4 separate regions of the Mus musculus genome follow, and regions 2, 3 and 4 are each linked to region 1. The links are chromatin contacts, called in public ChIA-PET and Hi-C maps. All regions are on one chromosome and are shown on one strand. Each heading gives the region's core, a stretch centred on a gene start, on an enhancer-like site or on the middle of the called end of the contact. The rest is flanking DNA. Distances are from core to core; before and after follow the strand shown. Region 1 overlaps Arl15 (ADP-ribosylation factor-like 15). Region 2 overlaps Itga2 (integrin alpha 2). Region 3 overlaps Cspg4b (chondroitin sulfate proteoglycan 4B). Region 4 overlaps 4930544M13Rik (RIKEN cDNA 4930544M13 gene).

Region 1 (6,302 bases), core at 1,379-3,878:
TGGGAAGTCAGTTTTGCAGCGTGCCTGGCCCAGCACTGGGTAAGACCAGATGCCCGTATGGAGCCTTCTAGAACTATGAAAGCTACCCAGCAATGAGTTTCCTGGTCAATTCCAGATTGATTTCTCAGTGTCGTGCCACCAAAGAGGATGATGTTTTCAGCAACAGAGTCTTACCATCTACTGAGGGGTGGGCAGCCAAGAGCAATGGAAAAAGCCTGACTGGTTCTGGTTATCTCTGGGACCTTAACAACCTGTGCCTGCCGCTGAGAGTTTCACTTGATAGCCCATGTCTTCTGGGAGGAGCACTAAATGTGGGCTACTTCTATTGAAACTTCATTAAAAAAAGAAAAAAATACCTGTATTTCTAATTAGTTTCCAAAACAGTAGCGCTTCTTTACACATCCAAATGTTCATGTTATCCAACTGTCCTCTAGATCATTCTATTTACACCTGTAGATTTGTGCTGTTCCCCAACCTGGTCAGAGACTCACTGCAGTGGGTAGCTGTGGGTGCAGAGATGTATTATCACTGAAATGTTAAAAATAAGTCCCAGGCTGGGGAGACGGTTCAGAGGTTAAGAGCACCGACTGCTCTTCCTAGAGATCCTAAGTTCAATTCCCAGCAACCACATGGTTGTGCTCGCTAGTAGCCTGATCTGCAGACTCACGATTAAGATTCTCAAAGCAAAGCTTCAAGAAAAATCTAAGAAGGGTCTACCCGAGGACTTACTACAGAGCATTAAATGGCATTTAAAAGTCCTACGGTCTTTCGAAAGAAAACAAGAACAAAACCACCTCTAATGAATGGAAGCGGGGGTTCAAACTATAATCCTGACACAGGCAAAATGGCCACACCCTACACTGAGAACGCACCAGGACCAGGAGAATATAGAACGCAAGCCAGGCCTCTCTTTGCAACGAGAAGGCCAGAGGAATAAATACCTCAACAGAGAGCAGAGCCTTGACTGCCCAGGACAGGGGGCGCACTGAGCACACGGAAAACCAAGCCGCAGGAAAACCAAGAAGTCAAAGCCAGATGTGGTGAGGGCTTCAACTGCATTAGGATAAAATGTGTTTGTGGCCATGCGGGGAAGGGACTTGAGGAGCCTCGGGTTTAGGAAGTTAAGTCTCAGCAGAGTGCTGTTGGGACGAGAGGCCGGAGTAACCGGCCAAGTCCGAGGAGGGGCTGGCTGACCTCCAGCAGCCGAAGTGTGAGAATGCACAGAGGTGACCGACCGATCGTCTGCAGCCTAGAGGGACAGCTCTCTCATTAGACAGCGCTGCCCTGTGAGGAAGAGAGTTCAGACCAGAGAGGAAGGTGGATCTCAAGAGGAAAAAGGGTTGGGGGGGAGGGGGAGGGAGAAAAAGCAGGGATTTACTTCGAGGAGCCAACAAGACAGACAGGCAGAAGACGGACAGGCAGACTAAAACTTAATCAGTTGATGGCTGGACTTATGGATTGGGTCCATCTGCCAAGATTCCAAAGGATTTCACGTGGCTCAAATACGTAAATACAACAAACAGCGAGATGGAAAATAGAAATTGTTATAAATCAGCATCTAGGCTCAGCAAGTTAGAGATTGGATTGTGGAACTCAAGCGGGACCTGGGGACTGAAATTGAAAATTTGGACACCGTCAGTGTGAAAGTGACCGCTGTCACTGCCCCTTGAGAGTGGGAGTGGCGGGACTGGGGTGGGGGCGGGAGCGGACTCTCATTTTTTTTTTTCACTTATAACAAGCTTTTGTCATTTAAACTTTTAATCAGCAGATACATCCTACTTCTTGAGATTTTTTTTTTTAATATATCCATCTTTTTGGAGGAAAGAAAAAATAATGAAACAAAAAGAGCAAGGTTGGAGCAACAGACGTCATCAGGCATTAATTAGTCCTTAGGTACGAACGCGTACTGCATGTGATCAGTTAGTTAGCCAGGCCTGGAAGGAATCACAGTAACTCTGCTCAGAATCCTGGCGTGGCCGTTTTTCTTCAGGGCCCAGGAGCCAGTGGGAAAGGCACGGGCAGGCAATTAAATGGGATTTAAATGTCTCCTCTTTCGCTGATTCCAGGCTGGGGGATTAGGGATGTTCAACTTTCCAAACGACAGAAAGAACATTGGTTCTGTGGGTGTGGAGGCTGAGCGGTCCGGGCTCATCCTCTCTCCAGTCCATCAGGGAAAGAAAGAGACTGTCGGCAAGAGGGTCCCTCCACGCCTGTGCGAGTGACAGGGTGTCTCCCACGAGAAGCAAGGGAGCATGGCTAAGCCAACTACCCTCCCTGCCTCGAGGAGGCTCTGCACTGTCTTCTCTTCATCCTCTGGCCCTCTGAGAGGCTGGCACTACTGTGAGGCTCCTTCACTAAATGACGAAGGAAAGTCTTCCAGGCTGGAAGACTGGCTGGTAGTCACTGCGAAAGAACCATCTATCTGAAAGGTTCTAAGACGGGCATTGCTACATCTCAGGTTAGAGGTGAACTAAAAACCGTAACAGAATCACTAAGTTCTACAAACTAGTCTTGTAAGTAGGAATGTCTCAGGCAGGTCAAGCAACACAGCTCATCTCTCCCGAACAGCCAAAGATGCAGTGGGGCAGCCGCGTTAGGGCACCCGACAGGACAAAGCACGTGACCCCGTGACGGCTGCGCACATCCTAAAGCCACGCAGCCTCAACACTTCCTGTACACTTTCCGGGTGTGAACTCTGTAGTATGCCGATAAACAAGAAAATACACCACAAACACTTCCTCTTAGAAGCTTCCAGCAACCATCTGTTTCGTTTTAATTTTTCCACGTTTGTATCTCTTCCTGTTTCCCTTTGGAATCCACTTTTTTTTCTCTGTGACCCGTGGAAACATCCTGGCTTCTCTCTCCTCTGCATGCTCCCAACAGGGCAAGCCTGGGTAGTTAGCCTGCTTTCCGTAAAAACACACATTTTCCAAACCTAGATTTGAATTATTATTATTATTATTATTATTATTATTATTATTATTAGAAATTAAGTGGGAGTCCCTGGCCATGTCCAGGAACTTTACCACCTGATTAGTGCCCTAACCAAGATAGGCTTTCTGTTGTCTCCTGAAAACTCAAGCTATGGTTCCAACAAAAGGACTGAAGGAAAGTCAAAGGCCCACTAAGAGAGGCATTAAGAAACAGATAATGTTCCCAGAAGAGAAGACAACGAGGCTGAGTTAAAACGATAACCTGAAAAACTTGTCAGAAAGGCAGAAACCACATCCATTTTAGTGACGAGAGTTCAATGTAGCAAGCAAGTTAAAAATGAACTCACGAGCTGGACAAGCAAAATGGAGACAGTCAGAGCCCAGAGATGATCAAAGGAGACTCGGGAGGTTGTGGAGCCTGGGGGAAAGGCGGCTGGCCAGAGGAGAGGTGCTGCCCAGCGGATGTCTGGGAATCCGAAATGAATCGGAAGCCTGTGACTCGCCATCCCTCAGGTGAATTTGTTTCCACTTGGGAAAAGCACGTGGAAGGGTCTGTGAGGGGTCACACCCTCTCCCGTCTGGAGGGACATCTTTGACAGTCTTATAGCATAAAGGCCACTTCTGCCACCTCGGCTGTCAGTGGTCATACCTCAGATGTCAGCACTCATTCCTCCACTAAGCCTTCTCCAAGTGTCTGGAGACGTGAGCCATGAGGTGACAGACTCTGGAACTCAGTCGCTCAAGTGTGGCCTGCCTAGAAAAACCAGACTCAGCGTATAGCAAAAGCCTGTGGGGGTGGCTAATAAGCTGAAGTCATACTAAGAGTGCAAGGTTTTGTTTTTCCTCCCCTGATAACTTGTATTTTCTTCACTACCAGTTCCAGCACACATCCTCTGAGGGGAATTGCACAGTATTTGGCTGACTGCACCCGCCCCCTGGTGGCTACCCCGGGGTAAGGCGATAAGCCAGGAAATCCTGATGGCCCGCACAGCAGAATCTTAGACAACCAGAAAACAGAATTTACTTGATTGGAGAACTAGGAAGAGTTGGTGTAACAAAGTACAATTTCTAAAAGAAAAACTCACACATTGGTAAGTATACTTTCCCAGGCCTTTCTTATTTATCTACTGCAGCCAAGGGGATTTGTTTACATCTCACTAATCTGATTTGTTGTTCTATCCTCTTTGTCTAACTGTGCCCTTTAGGGTGGGCCTAAGCTGTGCTACTAACAAGAACTGGGCTGCTGCCAGGCGTGGTGGTGCACGCCTTTGATCCCAGCACATGGGAAGCAGAGGCAGGCGGATTTCTGAGTTCGAGGCCAGCCTGGTCTACAAAGTGAGTTCCAGGACAGCCAGGGCTACACAGAGAAACCCTGTCTCAAAAAAACCAAAAAAACAAAAACAAAAAAACAAAAACAAAGAACTGGGGTGCTTCTTATATGCAACGAGGGCTCAGAGGATTTGGCTAAGGCTATATGTCCCTGCCACCTCCTGGAACACAGTCAGATCCCATCCAAGGCCAACACAGACCAAACTCTCGGGAACTGAGCCCCACCACGCCTTAGGCCTTCCTGGTGCTTTTGTACAATCATTGTTATGGTGGCAAAGAGTGGCTTGGAAGCTCCAGGGCAGGCATTTACCTGAGCAAGGTCCACAAAGAGTGAGCTTCGAATCAAGACAGACAGATTCAGTTTACAAAGGAATTGGCCAGCCAGGGCATGGTAGCACATGCCTTCCATCCTGGCACTTTGGAGGCAGAGATGCACAGATACCCAAGAGTTCTAGGCCAGCAAATGGAAACACAGTGAGACCCTGTCTTGAAAAACAAACAAACAAACAAACAAACAACAAACAAACAAGAAGTCCAAGAAAGGCTCCACCAAGTAGCTGTGTGAAAATGTAGTCTCTCTCCTTAGTGCTATGCCTTCTCTAGTTCACCCTCCCTCCCCACAGACAGAAAAGACCCTCAAAAGACTCCTACCTCCCCCACTGCATTCTCCCTGCGAATTATTTGGAGTCACATACTTCTCTGGCTCCCTTCAGGTAACCAAGGTCTGTCTGTTTTATCACCATTACGCACACACACACAAAATAGGTATACAATAGTTTCTGGTACAAAGGGCTCCTTAAAACTGTGAAAGTCAGCTGGTCTTAGCCACCAGGTTTCCATAGCCATCTCCACCCCACATCACAACATTCACCATCAAGGCTACAGATCTAAAAGCCATCAACGACAGCCTCCTCAGGTCCCAGTTTAAGAAATGAGATGGATTTACTCTGAGAGTTAACAGGGCTAGCTCCCAAAAAGCAAAATAAAATTATACACTTAAACTTGTTTTATATCCCCCACACCCCAAAGAAGTGAGGGGTGCCCTCTAGTGGACCTTAACAAACTCAGAGAACACAAGAAGTATCTTTGATTGCTAGCAGTTAGCACCTTACAAAGGAAAGCGCAAATATAACCTGAATACAGGGGCAGAAGTGACTTTTATTTGGTAGTATGACTAAAGAACTAAGAAAATGTGAGAGTCTTACTCACAGTTACTAATAATTAAATGCCAAAAGGAACATTGGGTCTCAAAACAAGCCCTGCCTTCTTAAATTCTTACAAGCTGACTATTATATTAGTCAGGGTTCTGGGTTCTCTAGAGAAATGGAATTCATAGGAATATATATACATACATACACAGACACACACACACACACACAAACACACAGGAACTCATTCCAGGCTGTGATCCAACAATGGCTGTCTACCAATACAAGTCCTAAGAATGTAGAACTTGTTCAGTCCACAATGCTGGCTTCCTCAGCTGGTCTTCAGTATATACCAGAATCCCAAAGAAGTGGGCTCTGCTCTCATGCCAGTGAAAGGATGGACTGGCTAGTGAGAGTGAGGGCAAGCAGGCAGAGAACAAGAGCTTCCTTCATCCATGTCTGTTCTATGGGCTGCCACCAGAAGGTAGAATGCAGACTAAAGGGAGAGCTCCCCAACTCAAAAGATCCAGATTAAAAGTGGGTCTTCCCACTTTAAAAAAAAAAAAAAAAAAAAAGAAGCTCTTAGCTGGGTGGTGGCAGCACACACCTTTAGTCCCAGCATTTGGGAGGCAGAGGCAGGCGAATCTCTGAGTTCCGGGACAGCCAGGGCTACACAAAGAAACCCTATCTTGAAAAAAGCAAAAAGGGAGAAAGGAAAAAAATGAGCAGTTGTTCCCATCCCGCTGGGTTTTAGTTAATTCCAGATGTAGTCAAGTTGACTACCAAGAGTAGCAAGTCAGGTTAACCAAGAATATCCGGAACCAGGACACAACAGCTATCCCAAATAATCCACTAAATTATGTTTTCTTAACTGAGCAAATATGCTCTAAGT
Region 2 (6,507 bases), core at 2,702-5,201, 980 kb before region 1:
AATTGTCAGTTCTAAGATAATAATACTTTTATACCTATGTTGGATAAACTTGGCTACCGATAAGCACATAGACTTTCCTCAGAAAGAGAGTGAAGGGGTATGTCTTGAAAGGAAGTACTTTTAAGTAATTTTAGTATTTTTCAAAACTTTTATATTGATTTATTTAGTAACTTTTGTATTATGACAATATTAATAATTCTACACATTTATGGGGCTTGACATAAAGATGATGTATACCACTAATATTTAGGATAGGTAGCATTGCTATTTCTAGCTTCCCCCGACACCAGTCAAGCAGAAAAACAGATTCATAGTCTCTCATGTGGAATCTTAAAATGCTGATGAGAACGTAGAATACTCATTCAGTGTTTCTATAGTAACAGTGAGCTGTTTTGGTGATCATACAAGCTAGGAGACACTTAAGTAAAATAAATATGCTGCTTCAAGAGAAACAGAAGAACCGAAATAATCAGCTTTACCACTGTCACCCAACAGATCCACCAACATCAACTTCTATGAGATCTCTTCGGATGAGAACGCTCCTTCTGTCATCAAGAGTGTCGAAGATATTGGTCCTAAATTCATCTTCTCCCTCAAGGTTGGTAAGCTTGTCATAAGGATGACAATCCAGGAAGAGGAAGAGAGAAACAAAGAAGTCGAGGCTGAGGAAGAAGTGGAGTAAGGTCTCAATGCACTGGTGGCTGTCAGTCCTGAGTGTGCAGTAACACCACCGAGAGAGCTTGTTAACATGCACACACAGCTGAGCCTCAGCCCGGATTGTCTGACACAGAAGGGCTGTGGTGAGCCAGGATGTGAGCTTCTGAGCTGTTCACACAATGTTGCAGATGCTGCAGCACAGGCAGTGAGAAGGATGCTGAGAACTTGAGGTAGATGACAGATAAGTTGAGGGATTTGTGTTTAGTTGTGTGTTCTAGGTAAAGGAGAAATGATATATTTTCAAAGCAAATATAATTACCTAACAAGGCATCATTACAACGGTGTTACTGAGGGGGGAGTGTCCGTTACACTACTCTACGCCTGGAGACCAGGCCTGTTTGCAAAGGTCATCAATATGGTACAAATAGGGCTTTTGTATGGTCATGCTAGTTAGTATCTAAAATGCTCTGAGTGGATTCACTATAACATAACTGTAAGGATAAGCAACTATTAATCTAAAGATCGAGATTAGGTATTTAGAGAAATTCACAGAAACACACTGTAATCCCGGAACTTGGGAAGCTGAGGTGAGATCGGTGTAATTTTAAAGCCAGTGAGGACCACAGAGCATGACTAAGAAAGAGAAAATTTGAGTTATGAAAGAATAGCTAATCGAGAAAAGAACGCTAGAAAATCTTTGGAATGTAAATAGGAACACGCCTGTCTCCCTGGGCCAATCGCCACTCCATCTCTGCATTTCCACTAGTCCAGAAACAGCTTCAGCCCTGAAGTTCAGCTTCATGTCTTTAAATGAGTAAAGAATCTTGATTGGTTATCCAGATTTTGTATTTCAGAAAGTGAGGAAGGCAACCGCATACTTCATACGATTTTTAATCAATTCACATTTTAAAAAATTAAACAAAATAAATAACAGTATTAAGAGCATAAGTGTGAGCCATTGTATCAAGTGTCTTCCACACTACCAACTTAATTCCCACCAGTGGGAACAGACAGCTTGGGAGTGCATGGCCACTGACTTTTTGATGGTCTTTAATTTTCGGGTGAAAACGTGATCTTTAGTGAGGTTCAGTTCCTGCCCAAGCTGCACTGCTATTCTCCATTCCCCTCGCCATGGACAGCGTCACTGAGAGCATCACGGATGGTTTTTCTGACAGCATTTGCATCTCATGTTATTGTCTGCTTAGGTAACAGCCGGAAGTGCCCCAGTGAGCATGGCATTGGTGACTATCCACATTCCTCAGTACACCAAGGAAAAGAACCCACTCCTGTATCTGACTGGGATACAAACAGACCAGGTAAGGACAATACACCTGGCCACACAAATAGAAGTGACCCAAGGCTTAAGGATGAGTGTGTCTGCACCTGAAAGCTGAAAAACAAGAGAGACAATATATGCATCCCAGATGCCAACAAACTAACATCAAACTTCATATGTCCTAAGAAAATCGACAACCTGCTTTAAGTGGTCAGAGGTGGTTGCAATTATTCTGTTTTTGGTAGGAGGTGATTCAAGTTGGTCAGAACCCTCCTAGGAGAGAAAACCAAGACGTGAGAGGTTTGGGTTACTATGGGCACACAGTAGGTCTAGAAAGCTGCAATTAATAGCTGGTCTTCCAGGAAGATGCTTGAAGACCAGTAGTACTCAGGCCTAGTTATCCATTTAAACCACCCCAATTACTTTTTAAAGAGAAACATCAAGGCAATGAAATCTGAATCTAAATAGAAGGCCAGACCAAGCAGCCTGGACCAAGAGATAGTGTGTGTCATAGCCAAACCTCCTAACATTGGCTCACCTTAAGTTAGGCACCTAGCTGGTCTTACAGTAGTGTTGTTTCTGTAATGTGCATAGTAAACCTAAAGGAGTTAAAGTCCTAAATAGTTCCAGAGAAAAGAATACTAAATCATTCATGATGTTTACATCTATTAATCCATCCATCCATCCATCCATCCATCCATCCATCCATCTATCTATCTATCTATCTATCTATCTATCTATCTATCTATCTATCTATCTATCTTTACTACAAATTTATCTAATGTCATACGAGCAAAGTATTAGTTCATTTTGCATCGCTACAATAAAATGCCCAAGGTTAGTCAAACTTTACAGATAAAGAGGTTTATTTAACCCCTAGTTCCTGAGATTCAGAGATAGCTGCCAGCATTATTTCATCTCTGGTGAGTGTCTCATGGTAGTTGGTATAAGAAAGAAAGAGGAAACGGAAGTTCATTGCCAAGTAGGAAACTGGAGAGAATTCTCCACCCCCCTTTTTAGGACATCCTTCCAGTTAATTAGCTGGTAGATGTTCTACTGGGACCCAACTCTTTTTTTTTTTCCTGTAGACCAGGCTGGCCTTGAACTCAGAAATCTGCCTGCCTCTGCCACCCAGCAACTCTTAAAGGTCTCATCCTCTCTCCACACTGCCACTTTAGGGACCACAGTTTTTCTTTTTATTCCTCTCTCATATATTATACCCCAATTGTAGTTTCTGTTCCCTACCTCCCCCCACTCTCCCCCTCCTGTCTCCCCTCTCCTTCAGACCCATGCCCTAAATCTCGCTCCGCCCCCCTCAGAAAATAACAGACCGCTCAACAACATCAACCAAACATAGCATAATGAGCTACAATAAGACCAGGCACATGCAATCACATCAAGGCTGGACAGGGCAATCCTGTAGGCAGAGAAGAGTCCCAGAAATAAAGTCAAGGACAGCCTCTGCTCTCACTATTAGAATTCCCATATCTACTCAGCTATAACATATATGCAGAGAACCTAGGTCAGACCCCTACAGGCTCTCTGATTCCTGCAACCGCCATGAGTCCCTGTCAGGTGGTTCTGTGGACCATATTCTTGTGATGTCCCTAACACCTCTGATTTCTCCAATCCTTCCTCTGCCTCCTCAGCAAGACTCCCAGAGTTCCTCAATGTTTGTCCATGGTTCTCTGCATCTGTTCCATCAACTGATGGATGAAGACTCTCTGGTCTCTTTGATGGTGATTTAGCTAGGCTCTGGGGGGATGGGGTAGGACTACTCTTTTAATGTGGTGAACTATGAAGTACAAACCACATTGAAATCATGACAGGTTGTGAGAAGCTGGCCTGCCTTATCAGGTCACATCAGCTCACTGCAACAGTTGAGCCTTTACTGAAAGAACAAAAGATTTGGCCACTGGGCCTCTGAGAAAGGAGCCTAAGGGCCCCACCCTGCACCCCACATGTCAGCAGGATTTCCTGGCAGGCTGAAAACACTGACAACTACCGCTTTGCTTTCCAATTCTGATGTGGTGTTCTTCTCTGTAGGCTGGCGACATCAGCTGCACAGCAGAAATAAATCCACTCAAGCTACCACACACCGCCCCTTCTGTATCTTTCAAGAATGAAAACTTCCGGCATACGAAAGAATTGGTGAGGAGAGAGCGATGTTACACCAAGCTTGCCTTTAGGGATCTGGTGTTTGTTGGAATCGTGACTCTTACTTTACCCCAGCAGCTGATACCCTAGGGCAGGGGTTCTCAACCTGTGGGTTGCAATCTATTTGGGCTCAAATGATCCTTTCATGGGGGTCGCCTAAGACCATCAGAAACATCAGGTATTTACATTATGATTCATAACAGTAAGAAAGTTACAGTTATGAGGTAATAACAAAAACTAATTTTAGAGTTGGGGGTTACCACAACATGAGAAACTGTATTAAAGGGTCACAGTATTAGGAAGGTTGAGAACCACTGCCCTAGAGAGAGTATTCTTCTGGCTTTAACGGCAAGTGTGAAGTAGGATACAGCAAATATGTTTTCAAGCTTAGGCCGGCAGTTTGCTGCAGCATCAACAGGACACATGCGGTTACTATGGAGGTGAAAGGGGGCCTAGAGAAGGTGGAGGGTGCACAGGGTCAGGGGATGGTGAGCAAAGCAGGATCAGCAGAACCAACGCCTGCTCCGCTAACCTTTAAAGCCGAGCTCTGTATGATGACTGACCCTGATCCCCATCTCTCTGCCTGCCCTCGGGGGAAGAGTTAGTGTAGCACCTAGCATGGTTCTTGGTACAGACTCAGTCACGGGGTAAGTGAGCAATAAACTCTAAGCAAGCTCTCTGCCATCCCTGCATGTGGAGTGTGTGTGTGTGTGTGTGTGTGTGTGTGTGTGTGTATGTGTGGTGAGAGAGAGAGAGAGAGAGAGAGAGGGAGGGAGGGAGAGAGGGAGGGAGAGAGAGAGAGAGAGAGAGAGAGAGAGAGAGAGAGAGGGAAGGAGAGAGAGGGAGGGAGAGAGAGAGGGAGAGAGAGGGAGGGAGAGAGAGAGAGAGGAAGAGAGAGATGTATGTGCATGCATGTGTGTCTGTGTGTCCATATGTGGCTGTATGGTACACAACAAGTATAAGGACTTGCTCGGCTGTGAATGATGCACAGGCTGGGGCACTACACGATTGCTCTCCATTGTGTTATCCTGAGACAAGGTCTCTTGCTGCACTGGATGCTCACCATTTTGCCCAGGCTAGATTGCCAGAGAGCTCTCAGGATCCACTTGTCCCTGCACTGTCTCCCCAGCACTGGACTACAGGCACACAAGCCATATGAGGCTTTTTATGTGGCTGCTGAGGACTTGAACTCTGGTCCTACTGCTTGCAAATGCTCTTACCCACTGTGCTAGCTTCCTGGCTCCCATGGACTCCTTTTAAAGAAGCTTTAGTTTGTAAATCAATTCATCATGAAATCATGTGGAATGTAGAAGACTTTCCTATATACCTCCTGTTGACACATATTCATGGATTCGTCCACCGTTGAAATCCATGATAGAGTAGTACATGTGTCACAAGTGTGACAAGTGACAGAGCTGCACTAACATGTGCTTGCCTGAAACCATTTTATACTGGGGCTCCAGTGTTCACACTATGGGGTTTGAAAACGTATAACAACCTGTTTTTGTTAATTATGGCACCGCATGGGGAGCTTAACGACCCTAAAAATCTGTTATGCTCTGTGTAGTCACATCTCCTTCTCTCCCCTAACACCTGATAACTACTGATTCGTTTACTAACATATCTTAATCTAAGAAATGCATATTAAGTTTAATAATTAAAGTATACTACCTGTTCTTTCTGTTCAATAATTTGCTTGCCTTTACATGTTAGCAACACACTGCCAATAACATGAGTTAGTTACTGTGTTTTGCCTGTATGGTCATAAATAGTAGAACGAACAGGTGAGCCCTTCTTTTCACGTATTTCTGTTATCTCCAAAGGTATCCGTATGAACAGGAAATAGCTGGGGTGGGGGTGGGGGACCTGCCAACTCACTTTACATTCTGAAACATGATACCAAAATCTCTTGAAGAAGAGTTATAAGTAGTAATACATCAGAGATTCCCCACCTGCAGGTTGTGACCCCTTTGGGGTTGAATGACCCTTTCATGGAGGTTACCTAAGAACATTGGAAAGCACAGACATTTACATTGATTCAAAATAGAGGCAAAATTAGTTATAGTTATAAAATAAATTTATGGTCTGGAGTCAGCACAACATGGAGAACTGTATTAAAGGATTGCAGCATTAGGAAGCTTGCACACCACTGCAACAGAGCCCAGCAGTGCCTGTATCCAGGGTCCTTCCTAGCACTGAGCTGTATCTTATCTTTTTGTAAAGTTTTAGCATTAGTAACACCGGTCTCTCCCCTCCTCTCTTCCCCTCTCCCTTCTCCTGTTGACTCTAATCTGAAAGGACTGCAGAACCACTTCCTGCAGTAACATCACCTGCTGGCTGAAAGACCTTCACATGAAAGCAGAGTACTTCATCAATGTGACAACCAGAGTTTGGAACAGGACCTTTGCTGCTGTAAG
Region 3 (6,582 bases), core at 1,855-4,354, 530 kb after region 1:
TAATGCTTTGGTTTTGTAAGAGAGGCCTTGGTCATTGTGTCTCTTCACAGTGACTAAGACACATGGCGTTTCACCAGCACCAAAACAAGTGGCTTTATCATTAGCTCAATTTTCACACCTTTACCTATGGCTATTGCTTGCAGAACACAGAGACATCATGTGCACACTCCTGAGTCTATGTGCCATCTTTACTGGCAGACCAACACTGCATCTGCTTCTATGCTTCCTAGCAGAGAATCTAAAGCTTCTCTCCTAAACCGTTAAATTGTTATGTCGCATGCTCAAAAGGAACAATTTTCCTTTTCCACAGAAAAGGAGGCGCTTTTGCAGTGACAGCTCACATCCCATGCCACTGAAAGAGAGTTTGAATGGGAGTCCAGAAGGTATATAGGGCTTTTTAAGTTTTCATACCAAACCTGATATCCGGACAATAAAAGTCATTCCAATCACATCCAAAGTGTCACACAGATAGCAATCATCATCATCATCATCATCATCATCATCATCATCATCATAATCACATCCAAAGTGCCATACAGATTACAAGAAAAAACCTCTTTTGTGAATAATCCTCTAACTTGGTGAATGCTGACAGCTATGATCATAAATTATACATAAAATTTATATACACATGCATAAATACACACACACACACACACACCAGAACTTATACATACAAATCTGTGTTCAACTCTATAAGGCTACTGTGGTGGTTTCAATAAAAATGGCCCCATAGACTCATCTGTTTGAATGCTTGATCCCTAGTTGGTGGAACTATTTGGGAAGGATTAGGAGGTGGAGCCTTGGACTCAAAAACTTGCAGTTAAGCATTTTCTTTTGTTAGATTCCTTGGTCATGGTTTCTCTTCACAGCAATACGAACGCAACTAAGGCAATTCACTATCTTGAAGAATAACTCATGCCAATAAAAACAGCACTGCTAAAAATTCAAATTCTTGAGTTCAAATTATTTTTGTGCAAAAACATTGGATTTTGGTTTTGTCCAATGATAACCAGGGTTCAAGTCACTGTGTTCATATTTCCTAGCAATATAACCTTGTCCACATCTCTTAATCTCTCTGGGTTCTAATTTCTTCATCAGTAAAAAGGAATAATGGGGATATTATCTATGTTGTACTTAGCACAACCTCACCTGACATACAGCAAGTCTTTAGTAAATACTAGCTTTGGGTAGCCCATTTTCTTCACAAGATTTGGCTCTGAGGATAAGACCATATCTGGCTGTTGTGTTATGGTACTATGTGGCAAGCTAGGTTCTTCTGTGTGTGTATCACCAAAGATACACACTCAGCCCAAATGTAACTTCCAAAAATATTAGATTTACTTTATTTGTATGTATGCATGTCTATGCATACACATATGTGTGCAGGTGCCCTGGGGAGCCAGCAGAGGGAATCTGATCCCCTGAAGCTAGAGTTATAGGTAGTCTTGAACTCTGCAATGTGGATGCTGGAAGGCAAACTGCAGCCTGCAAGAGCCGAAAGTGTCCTAATCAGTAGGCCATCTTCTCAAGCCATTGAGTGTATTGTTCTTTAACACTACTCTACTTTAACACTATACTAAAGCCAGCCCAGTTCCATTAACATCATGAAGGCTATTTCCTATCACACACTGCATATATTGCTTTACTTCACATTACCCATCATGGGAGGGGGCATTTACCTGTTAACAACTTAATTTCTGACTGTTTCTCTCTCAGTCTAAGGACAATAGCTTTTCAGTGTCTACTGGAAATACAAAATTAACAGTGTGCTCAGATTACAAGGACGTAGGCTTAATTTAACTTGTGGAAAAGCCACGGTTTCTATAAAATATATACGTGGGCCTGTTTAACAGTACCATGACTGCCAGTTTCAGGCTTTACATTTTTAAATCATTCCCTGTAGCTTATTTTTATTTCTTCAGGAATGAAAATTAACTTGAGAATGTGCTGTCATTTTCCTTCCTGTAACTTGTAGACCCTGATTATTTTTTCCCAATCAGGAGCTTAGAAGAGTTATTTTTCCACTGTAGTTCCTCTAAGGCCAAACACTGCTTTCCCCTGTCACCTCTGGAATATACCACCTTCTAAAACAAATGGGGAACCTGTCACTAGCTCAATTAGCAGTCCCATTGCTTCAAGGGAAGCTCTAGTTTAGAGCCCAGCATTGGGTCACAGTAACTTCAGATATGTGGAGAGAGGGACAGCAATGAGCTCAACCTTGAAGCCAGATTTGAAAGTTATGTAAGGTTCAATAAGCAAGTGTCTGAGGACAAACCACACTTGCCCTGAGGACAAGCCACACTTGCCCTGAGGACAAGCCGCACTTGCCCCTGGGGGTAGTACACGAAAATTCACCTCTGCTTGTTAGAGGAAGAGAGGCTGACCTCCTGAGTTACCAACTGTGTCTACCCAATGTCATCATAGTTGTGCTATCAACATTTAAAGACTCTGGCCTTTGGATCAGGTTTCAGGGGAGTTGTATAGAGTACTCTGATGAGCTGCCCTGCTGTGTGGCATTCTGGAAGGCCACTGACTTTTACAGCCTCCACGCTTCCACTGCACCTGGTTTGCAAAGCTCCTTCTAGTTATTCTAAATAATTGCCAAAAACAAATAAGTGTGTGTGGGGGGTGTATCTCCAAGGGACAGTCCTTGATTTGCACACACTGGGTCCTGGGTTCAATCCCCAGCACCATACAAAGCCAAGCCAAGCCTATCTTTAAAGTAAAAACAAGGCAAAGCATTATAGTATTATATTACAGGTCTTTTTTGAAAAATGGGAAAATGAAGCCCCCTCGTGGCCAGAATTTTATGTGGCCTGTGTAAAACACCACTTAAACTCAAAAGCACTCTTAAGAATGGATTTGAAATGTAAGTGAAGAAAATATCTAATAAAGTAATTTTAAAAATCGAACGACAACAACAAAAAAAGAAGGATGGATTTCAGAGCAGAATACAAAGGAGTCACTAGGGATAGCATAACTCTGAATCTGCTTTGTCAGAGCACAAATAAATGACCCCATTCATGGCCCCCAATTCCCTTAGAGATGGGCCCGCCCGCCAGCCCTGCAGTTTAAGGATGTGTCTTGTTCCTGCAGGAGAAAGGCCTCACTTGAAACCCTACACCAGAGAAGGCAATGCTTAGACTCTGCTCTGAATCCCCAACCAGAGTCCACCATGCCACCAGGATCAATTCCCACCTCTCCCACGCTCTTCTCCAAAGCAGACTGGGGTGGACACCCTTGCTATCTACAGGCCCTGGCAAGACTGGGAGGAAGAAAGCCATATAAGGTCACCTGAAAGCTTTAATAAAATGCAGATTGGAGAGAACATGAAATCTGGGTCAGGAAAAGGTACCTGCTACCAACCTGAGGGTCTGAGTGTGCCCCTGGGACCTGCATAGTCGAAGGGGAAACCAACTCTTTGCAAGTTGTCTTCTGACATCAATACTTGTGTATGGTGTGTGTGTGTGTGTGTGTGTGTGTGTGTGTGGTCCCTTTACCGTATATCCCAAATAAATCAATGTGATTTTAAAAACCCATAAATCTGAAGGCCTTGTGGAAGTCACATTTTGCCTCTGTCCCAGATTCTCTCTCTGCTTAATGTTGTTATTTGGGCTAGTCATATCTACTGCCCATATCACACATCCCACCACTAGTCTCTCCAGCCCAGACCATGCTCATTATAGAAGTAGCTTACCTCCAAGCCACACCCCAGCCCTTTACTTCACCCCTACCCTTAACTCTGTGGGAAGCTCATACTTCCTCCAGGTTCTTGGGTTCCTATACTGTAACTGTGCAGGAGAAAGCAGTAGTGCTTCATTGTGATCACAAGTTCACACCTTAACTCTGCTATATCCCCGAGGCTCTGTCTGTCTGTCAGCCAGTCTGTCTCTCTTGCAATCTTAGCCAAGAGTCTCCTGTGCTATAGTTTTCCCCTTTTTTCAAATAAAAACGATACCCTACAGAGTTGTTGAAGGCTTGTGTCACAGGCTGAGCCCAATACCAGGCACAGAATAAACATTTCAGCAGTATTAGCTACCGTGTGACCAGAAAGTGGTCATTATCTTCATCAACCAATTGCTCTGAAATAAAGAGAAGAAATGCTGCTGTCAGAAATGATCCCTACATTTGAGAGGAACTACCCACACATCTGCTACTAGACAGTGTGCTCAGTTAGCCGTGGCTTTAACTAAGTGCATATGCTGTCCACATTCACATCCAGAAAAATGGACAGACCTGATAATCCTTTAATATTATTGGGAGTTGATTCATGACACTCCCTGCAGTGTGGTCAATGCGCTTAGCTGTTCCATGCTAATTTGCCATCATTGCCAGCCACTCTGGTGGGAAAGGGAGAAATAGCTTGAAAACAAAGATAACTGGGGGCAGAAACTAATAGCATATCTTGGATCCTGTGAACTGCCTAGAGCAGACTTTCTAAGAGACGAAGGCTAATTCCTGGCTGCTGCTTGGCTCTTTTTCTATTTGAAATTAAGTTGAGATTGATAATAGATATTATCATTGTGCTTCAAAATTTCAATGCACAAGACTACATTGTTCGAAGACCTTTAGGCAATCTCTCTCTCTCTCTCTCTCTCTCTCTCTCTCTCTCTCTCTCTCTCAGTGTGTGTGTTTGTGTGTGTGTATGTGTGTGTGTCCCCTCAACTTTACCCCCTTTACTTCCAATGTTTAAATCCTTGTCATTTGTTATTTTTCTTCCATCATGACCATGACTTTGAATGACCACCACAATCCATAAAGTGAGATGGCCAGGTTTGAAAGCAGATACGTACTGTTCCCCATCCCAGCCTACTTTCTAGCTGGGAAGGGCAAGCCTGTGTGAACGGGCAATGAGCAGGCGGGGTTAATTAGTCTGGCAGAGCTAGGACATTGAACAGTCATTAGGAGACTTCAAAGATGAGGACAACAAGCAGACTTCCCTGCCTGGAAGTGAGACGACTCTTAATGTAGTAAAGAACTCTGGCAGTATTAGGTGCGGAGGGTGCAGTTATTATAGCAGGTACCTAGTGGCTTCATTATCACCCTATGGTATCAGTTTCTGGGAGTTCAGGATTTAGCACTTTCAACAGATGAACTCCTAGAACTTGACTCAACTCATAAAAGGTCATGTTTCCGGGAGAGACAATGGCTCAGTCAGTGAAGTGCATGCCACACAAGCTGGAGGACTTCGACAATCTCCAGCACCCACATACAAAGCCAAGTTTGTCTGGCATGTGCCTGTAATCCCAACATCGGAGGGGGAAAGACAAAGGAATTCCTAGTTTATAGGCTCCCTAGCCTGGCCAGGGAGACAGGCTAGACCAAGTGTGAGCTTCAGGTCAGTGAAAGACTGCCCAAAAAAAAAAAAAAAAAAAAAAAGAGGTGGAGGATATGTGGATGAAGAATACCCAATGCTGAACTTCATACAGAATTCTATATACAAGTGTACACCCTCACAAATGCCCATGTACATATTACAGACAGACCACACATTTCCAGAAACAGTAAGAGTAATGGAGGGGGCATTTTTCCATATATATAAACATCTAGCTTTGTTAGTTTCATGGCTTGCAGTGCCTTTCAATTAGCCAAAGTAATTAACACATTTTACATACTGTCCATGTGGGGTGTGTATGTGTGTGTGTTAGACACAAGATAATTTGGTATTACACATTCTATTTCACTTAACATGATTTTAAAATATTGTTTTGGTACCATAGGACCTATAACCTCCTGATCATTCCCACTATGGGTAGCAGGTGTGGACTCTGAGCTCAGACCACCCAGGCTCAAATCCTACTTTTGCTAACTTTGTCATTTGTCAAGTGCCTTAAATTTTCCTTGCCTCAAATATTTATTGCAACCCTCCTTTGATTACAAGAATCATGAAAAGGATTAAATGAGGAATCATTTCATCAGTTAAGTGGTACATTTATAGCTGCGCCTGACTCGTGAGGGATGGAGGGGTGTGGCTCAGAAATGCTGGCTGCCACCTACTAGTATCTCTGGAAACCAAAAGAACAAACCTGCGTCATGCTGAGGGATCCTTATGCTCAGAAATCAACTCTCAACACGGAGCTAATATTTATTATTCTTTTCCTCCCACCCACCGCTCTGGGGTTTTCATGCCAGGCTTACTTCAGATTGATTATATTTGTTCTGGAATATTCCTTGGCCAGGAAGACTCTTTCCCCTCATATGCATACAGATGGGTTATCCAAGTACACGAGCCCTATCTTTGCTCGTAAGAGTTCACAGGAATGAACAGCCGATTAACCAGTTTGCTACCCTGGCTCAAAATACTCCCCAAATGATAACTGGGGCTCACCATGTCTAAACTGTTAGTGTCACGTGGTCTGTGATGGACTCCTGCTTTTCTGGGAGTCTGGGATTTGGATTTTTACCAGGCAGAGAGTGCTTGCCTACCTGACGAGTCCCTGAAGATAGCTTGACCACTCAGCAACTAATGAGCTTCGTGATAGAATCTGCTTTGCATGTGTTGTCTCATGTTGTCACATGTTGTTACTCACTGGGCCAACTGACTCTTGACTTCACTGGGAAAGCACTCGAGAGCTGACC
Region 4 (5,856 bases), core at 2,641-5,140, 810 kb before region 1:
AAGGTAAGTCCATTGATTAGAGTCGCCTTAGTGTCCCTCATGGCCTCCTTTCTTGGTCGGTGCCCCGTAGTAACGAAGATAAACATTTTAGGGCAAGATGGTTTAGAGAGAATGTGAGTAAGCAGAAAGGGAGTGGATACAAAGCATTGGCTACAGGAATTCTTGCCAGTGTTGAGTACTCTCTTAGATAACTGCGTTCTCTACTTTCCATGATCCCTCCCTCATCCTTAGTACTTACTCTAACTATACTCTTTCAAAGTGTCTGTCACATTTGTTTCAGTTTCTTTAGCATAATAACACTTTTACTTTATCAGACCAGCATCTTCCAGTCTGGCTGGAAATATGTGGCTCCTGTTGTCAGACACCAGTTGCCCAACAGGCAATTTGATCTAGGCCCAACCCTTGCAAGTCTCTCCCTCATTTCAGACCTTTGCATGGTCATAAAAGAAGACATCTCCAGTTTCTAATGGGAGTGACAGAGCAATTCTATAAAACTTTAGGTTTCTGGGGACTTGGTTCTAAAATGTATGCACTTGGATTTTACCATCCCAAATCTGAGAGTCACCTGCTGTCTCCATTCGTTCCCTTTGCTTGATACAAAACATCTGCTGAAAGTAATTCTACTTTCTGTCAAGCCCTTCCTACTTGAATGATTAACTTGGCCTCTTCTTTGGTTTTGTCCTCTGGCTCCAGGACATTTAAAGGTTTCCTGGAATGCTCACAGGGGACAGTCTAGCATTTATCATTCCTCTTGACTTAGTGAACAATATCTCTACACCTACCATTATATCTTTAATAATTTAAGAGTGCTCAAAAGAGCCAACCAATTTCATAGCTCCTACCCTTACCATTTCTTTCATACCCTTGAAATGCCTAAGGTGTTCTAGTACGTGACGTGTCCCCTTCCACCTATATGCTCCGTTGGTTCATTTCTGGTAAAAGTTCTCATGATCAGTTTTCCTTTGCATGCCAAGGAGTACCATCATTCCACCTACCACCGGTAATGGTGTCCTCAGAGCCAAAGCATCTGTGAGTGACTGAGCCACAAAATTCCATTCCAGAAACTGCTTCCCAGGATTAGCTCCTTTCCACTAGCTTGCACTCATTTTCTGGAAACAGAAATGGAGGGTTGCGTGAAAGTCATTGGGGACTGTAGGAGACTTCTCTTGTAAGATACAACTGGAAGGACCAGAGAAAAGATGGTAGGAAGACAGAAGGGTGAACTGACATTCAATAGGCTTGCAAATGAGACCTCAGACAATCTTAAGAATGTCAACAGTTGCTTTAATTGATCTAAGATTTGGATCTTTTAGATTTCAGACATTGTCTCTGAGATGGTCATAGTAGAGTAACATGGGGAAGGGCAGTTTTCTCTGCTCAAGCACAATATCCAGGCACAGTACAGTGACCCTTTAAAAGCTGAGCTGCTGAGCAGCATGTGACACTTTCCTCCTATAACTTACTCCTATCTACTACTTGCTTAGGTCAAAGGACAAAAGGCTTTGTTTCAACATTCATTGTTTTCAAGAGAGCAGGCTAACACATAAAAGAATGTATTGCCCCAGTCATTGTGCTACTGCCTTTCTGAATAGCACTGTTTATACCATGTTCTTACCATGATGGCTCTACAGATCTATAAACAGCTGTCCACAGACTTCTTCATCAGCTTCTTGGGTAATTTCCTTCAGCCTCATTGGACCTTTTAAAAATATGACAGTACCCATGCCACAATCTCTCCTCAGGGGTCCTGAGCTCTGCAGATCCCCTGTCACCAAGCTTCATCAATACCCCCAACTGTCTTTTTTTTCTTTTTTACTTTCCCTTTCCCTAGCATTAATAGAGAGTACACATTTCTTACAGTCACTTTTGCTGCGTTATCTCCAAGTTCCCTGTTCTGTCTGGTGGCTTTGTTTTTTGTTTTTTTAACTTTTTCCTGTAGTCAGTTTCCTACACGCCATATCCTTTGACAAATGCCAACTGTGGGTTCTGTTTTCCTGCTGGGTTCTGTCTGAAGCAGTCATCTGATAAAGGGAAAGGAGGTAGTGGGCGATGTGACTTATGCATGTGAAGGATGAGGATGGCCTGCAGCAAGGACTGATCAAAGCTACAAAGACACAGCTTGTTGCACTGAGTTCTGTATGTGGTCAGCAGCATCACTTCTCCGATGGTATCACTTATGGCCACCAAGCTGTAGGAAGAACGACGGCAAATGTAGACGTTGATTAAAGATTTGTTAGTAGATGGGTGTTGGAAGGGAAATGGCCAAGGTTATCAAAGACTCTGGGAAAGACCTGTAAGCCAAGTCTCCCTGAGTGAAGTTCAGAGCACATTGAAAGTTTTATTCCAAGAGAGATGTAACTACTTCAGCGTATAAATAGAATTAAATAAGAAAGTTGTTTTATACTAGGGCTTTGGAGGGGACAAGACCACCCTACTCTATCAAATTTGTCTCCGGTTTCTTTCAGTGATGTAATGGTTAAGCCTTATCATATGATCAACGATTTCATCAAATCTTTGCTAAGCAAAAGTGGTTCATTGCTTTTGAGTCATCATTTGGAGTCTACTTAGGTTACATTTAGTTAATAAAGAAACAAATAGCTGAACTCTGTTTTGCCTTTTATATCTCATTCTGTTTGTCAAATACTCCAGGCTTAGGGAGGGTCAGCTCAGCACAAACTGCTGCACATTTCCAGAGCAAGTGCAGATTCTGTAATCTGTTGTGTAACAAGACTCTAGGGAGCCACCTCGTCAAAGCAAAGACACTCCCCTAGAGAGAAACTTACCCTTCATTAATACAAATTATGTTGAGGACAACTCATATCCTGAGGATAGGAAGTAAAAGGCGATCTACCCACTCTCGCCAGTACCTGATGTTCTTTAAAACCATCACTTTCACATGGAGGAAGTAGTCTCTTGAATGCAGAGCCCATTTGTTCCCACCCTAAGGCAAACAATGGTGCATCTGAGAGGTCTCCTTCCTCCCTGGGCTCTCACTTTCATACCCTTTGTTACTCTCAAACCCAGATGGAGCTAGAGATGTTTCTCGAGGCTGTTCACTCGTGCAAACCAAACTGCAGTGTGGAAGGAGTTTTGTTGTGATAGTGGTGGCAGTGATTATTGCACACACACACCCAAATCCTCTTTGTTGACAGTAATACAGTACTTTAATCAGTTAAAGGGAGTTCTATTTGGCTGTGGCAATTCTGGTTGCAAAGAAACAAACTATATTCAAATAAAACCAAAAGGAAAAGATTCCATTTGGGACTGGGCTTTCTTCTCAATAACTCTCCCTGTCCCCGAGCATTGCAGGCCAGTGAATATTTGCTAATACTTGGATACTGTGGGGAAAGAAATGCTGGAGAATAGCAAGAGCCTCTTGTCCCCACACCTTGGGCAGCATGAACTGTGTAAGAACACATCCTGTGAGACAGGTTTTCTAGCCGAATGGAAACTTGGTTGGTAACGGGACTCGCGCTTGGGTGAATAATTAACCCAGGTGTTTGCCTTAGCTGTTACTGTATAACAAACCACCCCAAAAGACCGAGACAACCACAGCCTATCAGCTCCTGACTCTGCAGTCTGAGGCTTTCACCAGAGCAGGGTTTGGCACGTTCTAGCTGTAGCTGTCTGTCTCTCGTGTGTCTGTAGTTATCTGAGGGAACAGAGTGAGACTTGAAAATCCAAGATAGTCTTATTCACGTCCCCGGGGCTTGTCTTTTCAGCTAATCTCCACAGACTGTAACTGCTTGTGCTTCCCATAATTACTGTTCTCTTCTCTAGCATCATTTACAGGAACTAATTCACCTGGGGCGTTTGCCGCTGTTGTGTGCTCCTACAGCCCCTGGGTACTGGCCCAGCCTCCTACACTACAGCTGAGCTGGTCACCCTCTGTGACTTCACCTCCCCATCTGATTTCTGCTTCTGCCCAGCCCCAATGAACACAAAGTGGATGTCAATAGCTTGAGAACAGAGCCTTCTTGTTTGTGTTTTTATCCCTTGCATCTGGCACTGCGCCTGAATAAGAGATTACCTGTTGAGGAAGTACAACTTAATGGCCAAATTGGGAATTAAAAAAATAATAATATTAATTCCACTGCTGTGGAATTTCCACAAATTCCACAAAACGGAGATTGGGTAAAAGGAAGTAAAGAGCAGGGCTTTGAATGATGAGTCATTTTGATGTGGTAATGGCAGAGTTTGATAAAATCTGCTTTTTCATGACTACATTTGACTGAGGTAGGTTTTTCTCAAGAAAAATAGGAAAACAGTCGAAATCAGTTAATACAGAGGTAGGAAACAATAATATTAGTGTTTTTACCATTTAGGAGTATATGAAATACCTAGCAAAATCATTTTTAGATGAAGATTTTTTCCCTCATCTCACTTTATTTTAACTACTTATTCTCCTATAAATAGTGTTATATAAGTCATACATATCATATACATAATTCTTATTTCCTGAGTGCCGTGATAAATACACCATAGAATAGGAAAATGCAGCCAGATAAGAGGTATGTGAAAAAAATCAAGGACAGAGTTTTGGGGAACAGTACTTGCCAAATGGGTGAAGGGAACCCGAAAGAGCCAAAAGGATTAAAACAAGAAACCATAGCAGCAGGTACCTTTCATGGAACCCTGAACTCAAGAAGATCAATTAGAGTTGTCTTAAATGCAGCAAAGGGCCAGGCCTTTGGCTCTACGGACACATTCGCCAGATGGCTACACATCCAAGTGAGAAAGCACAGCGCTGGACCCACTTTGGGTGTCCGTTCTTTGAAAGAGGGAAACTTCTAGAGAAGGGCTTCCCTCTGGGCAATCTGTCAACACAGCAATCAGCTGGAAGTGAGTCCATGGGACTGGCAGCAGGACGTGGCTGGCACACCTTAATTCCATTTATTAAAACCCTGCTCTAGTAACAGAGCAAGTTTAGACTTCTGTTTGACAATTTGAGAGCAAGGAGACTCAAATCTCCATTGTTAAAAGCACGAAAAACCACATTCTGGGGTGGTAGTAACTTTCAAAGATGACTCGTGATCATTTTCATCAGAATTCTACTAAAGCACACAATTATAGGAGCAGTGTGTACTAACCACAAAATGAGTAAAGTTTCTGTTATAACGTGCAGAGTTTGAGTAGATGGAGCAAGTATACAGTAACCATCAGAATGATGTATAAGGGAGTTTGCTTCCTGGAAGGCTGCCTTATGGAAGCTGCTGATACAAATCCCTGGAAATAAGAATATGAGCCTTAGGAGATGTGTGTGTGTGTGTGTGTGTGTGTGTGTGTGTGTGTGTATGGAGGGTGGGGGCAGGGCTTTGCAGAGCATTGCCTTAAATTAACTTCATCACCCAAGAAGCATATCCATCTATACTCATCATTTGGGGGGAATTAGGAGGTAGGATGAGACTGGATGTCAGCAAAGTAATAACACTGTGTGCACAGTGTTCCAGGTGGATGGAGGGGAATAAAAGGGAAAAGCTTTGAAGTGTACAGAAATATGGATTTCTCCACTCGATCTAGTCAAAGCGAGTATTTGGATGAGATACTTGTACTAGTTTAGCATGTATTTATTTACTGGATGCCTATGTGGCTGATGGACAGAACACCACGAAGGATTCAAGAATGCATGTACATAATTCAGATATTTGAACAATTTCGTAGTGTAGGAGTTATAAAAGAATAAATATCAGAGCAAATTCAATGTAACTACTGATGCAAACTAAATATATTATATGTAATATATGTATATGTAACATATATTTAGCAGGACTATATGTAACATCTGCAGCTTGAATTCTGTATGTAAAAAATGGGGTTGAAAACCCAGGATAGCTTTGAAGCCATTCACCGGCACTT

What was found. A called contact is a pair of places that touch in the nucleus more often than the background predicts. ChIA-PET counts read pairs in DNA pulled down with a chosen protein or histone mark.
Region 2: an RNA polymerase II ChIA-PET map of memory CD8 T cells shows a contact between it and region 1, with 6 read pairs. The contact joins two enhancer-like sites. A contact is called at or near these places in 1 of 15 datasets of contacts at CTCF or cohesin (large pre-B cells), 1 of 484 Hi-C or Micro-C datasets (CD4 T cells), 3 of 115 datasets of contacts at active chromatin or transcription factors (T-cell acute lymphoblastic leukemia, embryonic stem cells and memory CD8 T cells) and 1 of 9 other capture datasets (embryonic stem cells).
Region 3: a Hi-C map of embryonic stem cells shows a contact between it and region 1, with 6 times the contacts expected there. The contact joins two enhancer-like sites. A contact is called at or near these places in 1 of 15 datasets of contacts at CTCF or cohesin (stem cell-derived epiblast-like cells), 37 of 484 Hi-C or Micro-C datasets (the AtT-20 cell line, B cells, the C2C12 cell line and 19 more), 3 of 115 datasets of contacts at active chromatin or transcription factors (astrocytes and embryonic stem cells) and 1 of 9 other capture datasets (embryonic stem cells).
Region 4: a contact with region 1 is called in a Hi-C map of the HPC-7 cell line, with 4 times the contacts expected there. The contact joins two enhancer-like sites. A contact is called at or near these places in 2 of 484 Hi-C or Micro-C datasets (the HPC-7 cell line and muscle stem cells), 4 of 115 datasets of contacts at active chromatin or transcription factors (embryonic stem cells, extraembryonic endoderm stem cells, heart atrium and 1 more) and 1 of 9 other capture datasets (embryonic stem cells).

What each region holds. Positions count from the first base shown.
Region 1 is chr13:113,866,952-113,873,253 of GRCm38.p6, reverse strand. The region is part of intron 1 of Arl15 (ADP-ribosylation factor-like 15); the gene reads right to left. Among named protein-coding and RNA genes, the nearest start is that of Arl15, 76 kb to the right of the region's middle. Within about 2 kb of position 2,628, at least 125 of the 459 cell types and tissues checked have an H3K27ac peak or open chromatin away from gene starts, as enhancers often do. A contact at or near this core is called in the HPC-7 cell line, extraembryonic endoderm stem cells and memory CD8 T cells, where this site is marked.
Region 2 is chr13:114,843,410-114,849,916 of GRCm38.p6, reverse strand. Itga2 (integrin alpha 2) reads left to right here. Exons shown (of 30, transcript NM_008396.3): 24 at 496-598; 25 at 1,863-1,973; 26 at 3,980-4,084; 27 at 6,389-6,502. Among named protein-coding and RNA genes, the nearest start is that of Mocs2, 28 kb to the right of the region's middle. Within about 2 kb of position 3,951, at least 51 of the 459 cell types and tissues checked have an H3K27ac peak or open chromatin away from gene starts, as enhancers often do. A contact at or near this core is called in memory CD8 T cells, where this site is marked.
Region 3 is chr13:113,333,578-113,340,159 of GRCm38.p6, reverse strand. The region is part of intron 5 of Cspg4b (chondroitin sulfate proteoglycan 4B); the gene reads right to left. Among named protein-coding and RNA genes, the nearest start is that of Gm41070, 28 kb to the left of the region's middle. Within about 2 kb of position 3,104, at least 21 of the 459 cell types and tissues checked have an H3K27ac peak or open chromatin away from gene starts, as enhancers often do.
Region 4 is chr13:114,678,230-114,684,085 of GRCm38.p6, reverse strand. It overlaps 4930544M13Rik (RIKEN cDNA 4930544M13 gene), which reads right to left. Exons shown (of 7, transcript NR_045976.1): 4 at 996-1,109. Among named protein-coding and RNA genes, the nearest start is that of 4930544M13Rik, 74 kb to the right of the region's middle. Within about 2 kb of position 3,890, at least 66 of the 459 cell types and tissues checked have an H3K27ac peak or open chromatin away from gene starts, as enhancers often do. A contact at or near this core is called in the HPC-7 cell line and extraembryonic endoderm stem cells, where this site is marked.